Linked DNA regions of Pan troglodytes: region 1 is linked to region 2. Evidence: chromatin contacts called from public Hi-C data. All regions are on one chromosome and are shown on one strand. Each heading gives the region's core, a stretch centred on a gene start, on an enhancer-like site or on the middle of the called end of the contact. The rest is flanking DNA. Distances are from core to core; before and after follow the strand shown.

Region 1 (2,700 bases), core at 10-2,509, 130 kb after region 2:
ATTTTAGCTGTAATCAAGTGGAAATTATAGTCAGCTCTATGGGTACAAAGACCCAGCTGCAAGAAGACCCATCTATCTTAAAATCTCCAAGGAACAGTTTCAAGTGGGCACAATAATGAGGTGGATGATACTCAGATTATTCCTCCCATCTGAAATTCCAAGGATACATGACAAACCTGTTTCCATTATGTGCTGGCGTTTGCATTCCACAACCACGACAGCCTGGAGAATCAGAACCAGGCAAATCGGGCTGTTCCCTCATCTGGGCGGCCCCAAGGCAGCAGGAAGGCAGCTCCGAGCCCTCTTCCCGCACCCAGACCCTGCCTTTGGGGCTGGGGCGCTCAGCCGGGAGCCTGCTTCCAGCTCCCACCGGCAGGCTCTCCGGGGCTCCCCTCCCTCCCCAGGGCGGGGAGCGTCGCTGCGATTCTCCACTACTAGTTCATGTCATCACTTTTCCTAAACAAATCGCTAGAGGGGCTCGGAGAAGGGAGGGGCCCGGGAAACTGGGAAACTAGCTCCGCGCACACCGAGGCACCTCGCAGACGCACAAATGCGGGTGCCCAAGGCAAAGTCGCCCCCAAGGCTTCTCACAAACTTTGCTTCCTGTGCGTCTCCGACAGCACAGGACACGTAGCCCCGAAGCTGTCATCGGAAATGCCGCTGGGAAAACCGGGTGGGCTTCGCCGGGTGTCTGCACCGGGGAAGGTGGGGACTAGAAAGATGGAGTTGATGGGGACAAGTTGGTTTGGGGGCTGGTGCGAAAGAGCAGGGAGGGCGCGCGCGCGCGCACACGCGCGCACACTCGGACACGCGCGCACACACCGTGCACACACACACACGCACACATGGGTAGCGGGAGCCCACGCCGGGCGTGTCCGGGACCCCAATGCTGCTCCCCACCCCTGACGGCGGCACTGGCGGGCTGGGGCAGGGGCCGGGAGGCAGTTACCGGGGCCACGAGCGCCGCTGTCGCGTTCCCCGAGCGCAGCGGATCCTCGTTTGCGGCGGGCCAGGGCCGGGACGAGCTGCGCGCGACCAGCTTCGCGGCGACAGGGTGCGGCGTCTGCGCCGCCACTTTATCCCCGGGCCGGCTCGGCGGCGGGGGCGGCCCGAGATGGGTGGGGACGCGCGGGACCCGGCGGGCGGCGGGCGGCGCGGGGAGGCGGCGCCCGGGGCCCACGTGTGCCCGGCCCGCGGGGAGGAGCGGGGGCGCCGCCCGCCGACCCAGCCACGCACTCCTCTCCTCCGCGCCTCGTGGACAGCCGCGCCCCGGGGTGGCCGCCCGAGGACTGTCAGGGAGGCCTGAACTGAGCTGGGTTCATGGGAGCCTCAGCGCGGGAGGACACACCACACCCACGGGCACACGCGCGCACACAGACCCACAGGCACCACACGTACACAGACAACTCGCGCAGGGCCGCACACTCACCACACGTGTACACATGTACACTCCCAAAGTCACTACACTGCACGCAGGGACATACAGACACACATCCCAGAGATACCACATGCATACAGACACACACAGACCACACATGCATGCACACACACAAGCCGAGACATAGGCACAGACAACCCACAGAGACACAGATGTGCACAGACATATGCAGACTATACACCTGGCCCACACATAGACACAGACACACTCACATCATACACACACAGTCGCACACAGACACACTCACACTTCATTGCAGTCAGACACATACAATGCTGGAGGGGCAATTAGCCGGTCGTGGTGGCATGCACCTGTAGTCCCAGCTACTCAGGAGAATCGCTTGAACCCGGGAGGCAGAGGTTGCAGTGAGCCGATACCACACCATTGCACTTCAGCCTGGGTGACAGAGTGAGACTCCATCTCAGGGAAAAAAAATGCTGGAGGGGGTCCACTTGACTCTAGGGTAGTGTAAAAGCAGATGGTGCATGCCTACAAATGCCTTGTCCCTTCCTGGCAATCCCCAGCAACTCTCCCGTTCCCAGCGGCTGTGACCCCCAGATAAAACCTCTGGTGCATCTACACAGGCCAGGGCACAGTCTGAGCTCTGTCCAGTATAACTAGCAACGTGGCCGTGGAGGGTAAGGCCACTGGACTGAGACTCCACACCACCTGGGTTGAACATTAGCTCCTCCACTTGCTCTTTGAGCCTCAGTCTACCTACCTTCAACCTGTGAGTGATATACCTATGCCCCAGTGGAGTGTCCCTGTCTCACACTGACCTCAAGAGGCCTTCCTGTCTTTCTTTCTCCGCAAAAAATTCTACACCATAGCAGCGTTGAGGACTGTGTCTCAGCGTCACACTGTGTGTGTCCAAGGAGGCCCAGGGTGCTACAGAGCCTGTGGTCTAACTTGAGAAATAAAACAACAGCCTTTGAGCAGTGGCTTGAGTTGCAGGCACTGCTGAGCGTGACTTACCCACTGTCTGGCCTCCAGCAGGCCACCAGGCCTGGAGCAGAGGAGTGGCTAAGTGACTTCTGGTCGGGGCAGCTCTACAGAATCCATGCAAGAGAGGTTTAGGGGCGGCAGTCTCAGGGGCAGGAAGCTTGGGGGCTTCACTCAAAGCTGGACATGCTAAGTGCACTGGATTTCCGTTGGTTATAATTCATGGAAAGGAAGGGTGGTCGGGGGTCTGATGGACGCTTTTATCAAGCCATTATTTCAAATGTTCCTGGCTCTAACATTTTATGATTTAAAATACACAG
Region 2 (2,739 bases), core at 171-2,670:
CAAACCTCAGTTCCTCCAAGCCCCTGCGCTGGTGTGACTCCAGAGCTCAGAATGTCAGCACGGAGCCGTCAGTATCGAGAAGGAACTCAACGCAAGGCTTCACAGCTTTCCAAGGACAGGGACCGGCTCTGGAGTGGCCGTGCGTGAGATGTCAGGCACGCTCACACGCAGGGTCCTGTGTTGGCTCCTGACCCAGCAGGGGGACATGGTGGGCAGATGTACCAGCCCTTCTGGATAACATGACAGTCCCAATTTCAGGAAAGTTTTTATTTTAAATATTGGTGATTCTTTAACCAGGAATGCAAATGCTACTGAAGTGCTGTGTGTGTCTCTGTGAGAGCCTTCATATAAATAAATTCATGCATCTAAAGAGTCCCTGGTCAGGCCGCATGCCGATATTCAATTTGGGGAATGGTGATGCCATCACATGCATCTGGGGGAGGCGGCAGGGAGGCGTAGGGACTTTGTGTGGCCTGCTCTATCACAGCTCCTGGGAGAATTACAGATCTGAGCCCAGGGCATCTCTGGGCTTTTGGAAAGGGTTCCTGCTTTTCCTGAGTTCCCATGGCTGCCCTGCTGCCGGGGCTGACTGAGCAGGCGGGGCTGGCTTTCTCAGTGCATATTTTACATTTTTCTCCTTCAAAGAGAAGCCAGGGAGACAAGCTGGAGCTACAGAAGGTGCTCTGTGGGGACTTGGGCCGGGTCAGCAACCAAGCCCCCACCTGCCCCTTGTGGGGTAAGGGCTTGGCTCCTCCCCCAGGGCACAGAGTGATCTTCAGCAGGGTGACCCGTTCCTGGCTCTCATGGTGTGATCAGGGCTGCTGGAGGGAGGGTGGAGGGGCACACTCTCCAGGAACCAAGGTTAGCCTCCACAACAGGGCCTGGGAGAGCAGTGGCAGTTCCCGCTGCTGGAGGAAGAAGGGCGGGAGCCCCTGAGGCCTAGACTTCATGTTGGGGGTCCTGGTGGGAAGTGGCCTCCTCCTCCGTGGCCCCAGAACCCCTAGATTGCACCTTCTGCGGGGCTTCAACGGTGGCAAAGCCCTGACCAGGGTCATATTTGCACTAAGGAGCCTCCTGAGTTAACAGCAAGTCCCATTTAGAAGGGGAAAGTATTCCCGAGGCGGGTGGTGAACCGCACTTATTGCTGGGAAAAAGTGAGGCCAAGGGCAGGGCTGGGGTGGTATTGGCACCTGAGAAGGGCAGGCTAGGCCCAGGGCCTCGGCTCCGAATGATTGGCTGATGCCAGCCTTGGCCTTGGGTGAGGCCTGTCCTGGCCTGTCCTGCTGTGGCCTGGGGCAGGGCTGGGGGTGCCTCCAGTCCCTGCTCTGGGTCACCGAGTGCTCCATATAGACCTGGACAGGAAGGTCTGGCCTGCTGCTGTGCTGGGCCTCTCTTCTCCTGCCACCAGAGGTAGCTGTGCTGCTAGCACTGACACTCCCAGGGTAGCTCTGGGCCATAGGCAGGCCCAGGCCCAGGCCTAGGGATCATAGCCCCATAGGCTGCCACTGCTCCATGGTCCCTGGTGGACAGGAAGAGCACTGGGCCTTGCCCATAGGAAAGGCCCAGCCAAGTCCCCTCTCGGGGGCTGCTGGCTTAGCTCCTGGAGCACAGAGCCCTCTGGCCCCACCATTGCCGGCCCAACCTGTCCAGTTCTGTACAGTAGCATCAAGCTCTGATTCCCTCAAACTCCCCTTGCTCCCTCCCACCTATCCACCAAAATAGTCTCTGCTTTAAAATATACATTATATATTAGACATTTCATCTTCAATATGATTCTCTCATAGCATCAGGTAAAATTAGTGACTCTAGAGGAAAGGCAGCCTTTGTGAGTACAGGCAGCACTCCGGGGCCAACCTGAGCCTCCCCCTGGCAGGAGGGGAAGGGCAGAGGACAGAGAAGAGCCTTGGTTTCCTGCTCAGTTCTCCTTCTGGGCTAAGCCTCACCTCCCGCCCCTCTGCAAAGCCTGGTCTCAGGCTAACAAGGAGCCCACAAAGTCATGGGTGGCTGCTCATTTTGAGGAAGGGCTGGGCATTTTCTGAGCCTCAGAGGGGCACGTGAGTCTGCCCTGGGGAGCTGGCCCCTATGGAGACAGCAACCACCTCATCACACGGCCAGAGGAAGGCCACCAAGCGGAGGCTGGTCAGAGAGGGCGCTGGGGCGTGAGCGAAGGGTGGGCAGGAAGGAGGCGCCTCCAGTTATTGCAGTCTGGTGTCCTGGGAACACCAGGAATTCCTGGAACCCTTGTGGGAGCTGGGAGAGGCGGGGCAGAGGCTTGGCTTTGTTTTCAGTGGACATTTTAGCACATTCTTTGTGGAAAATCACCTGGGACCTTTCTCTTTTTTTGCATAAAGTGTCTAACCATTAAGGTAGGTCCAGTGTCTGATAGCCTAATGTATAACAAAAATGTCTGTTATTTTTAAGAAAATTGTGCTAAGGATTTCTCCAATTTCTGATTTTTTTTTTTTTTTGCAAGCCATATCTGAGAAGCCATCTCTGCCCTTCCCCTGCCTGCATCCCCCAGACCATGAGCCGGGCACCGGCCAATGCATTCAGGGTGGGGACGCAGTTCCTGCCGTGGCTGTCCTTTGAGAGACCCACATGTTTATTTCATGGAAGACGGAGTTGGTGACTTCAGGAAGCTCCTTGTGGAGAACATGGTAGGCACCTTCATAAATCTGCAATGAGGAGAGACACGGAATCAGAGCTGCACCATCAGAGGCAGGTGCAGGGAGCGGAGAC

The links. A called contact is a pair of places that touch in the nucleus more often than the background predicts.
Region 1: a Hi-C map of induced pluripotent stem cells shows a contact between it and region 2, with 2.7 times the contacts expected there. The contact joins the promoter of MGLL here to the enhancer-like site in region 2. A contact is called at or near these places in 3 of 7 Hi-C or Micro-C datasets (induced pluripotent stem cells and stem cell-derived neural progenitor cells).

The regions. Positions count from the first base shown.
Region 1 is chr2:131,051,830-131,054,529 of NHGRI_mPanTro3-v2.0_pri, forward strand. MGLL (monoglyceride lipase) reads right to left here and starts at 1,260. Exons shown (of 8, transcript XM_003309986.6): 1 at 950-1,260.
Region 2 is chr2:130,919,176-130,921,914 of NHGRI_mPanTro3-v2.0_pri, forward strand. It overlaps MGLL (monoglyceride lipase), which reads right to left. Exons shown (of 8, transcript XM_003309986.6): 8 at 1-2,675. The coding sequence ends at 2,550. Among named protein-coding and RNA genes, the nearest start is that of ABTB1, 18 kb to the left of the region's middle. Within about 2 kb of position 1,421, at least 2 of the 24 cell types and tissues checked have an H3K27ac peak or open chromatin away from gene starts, as enhancers often do. A contact at or near this core is called in induced pluripotent stem cells, where this site is marked.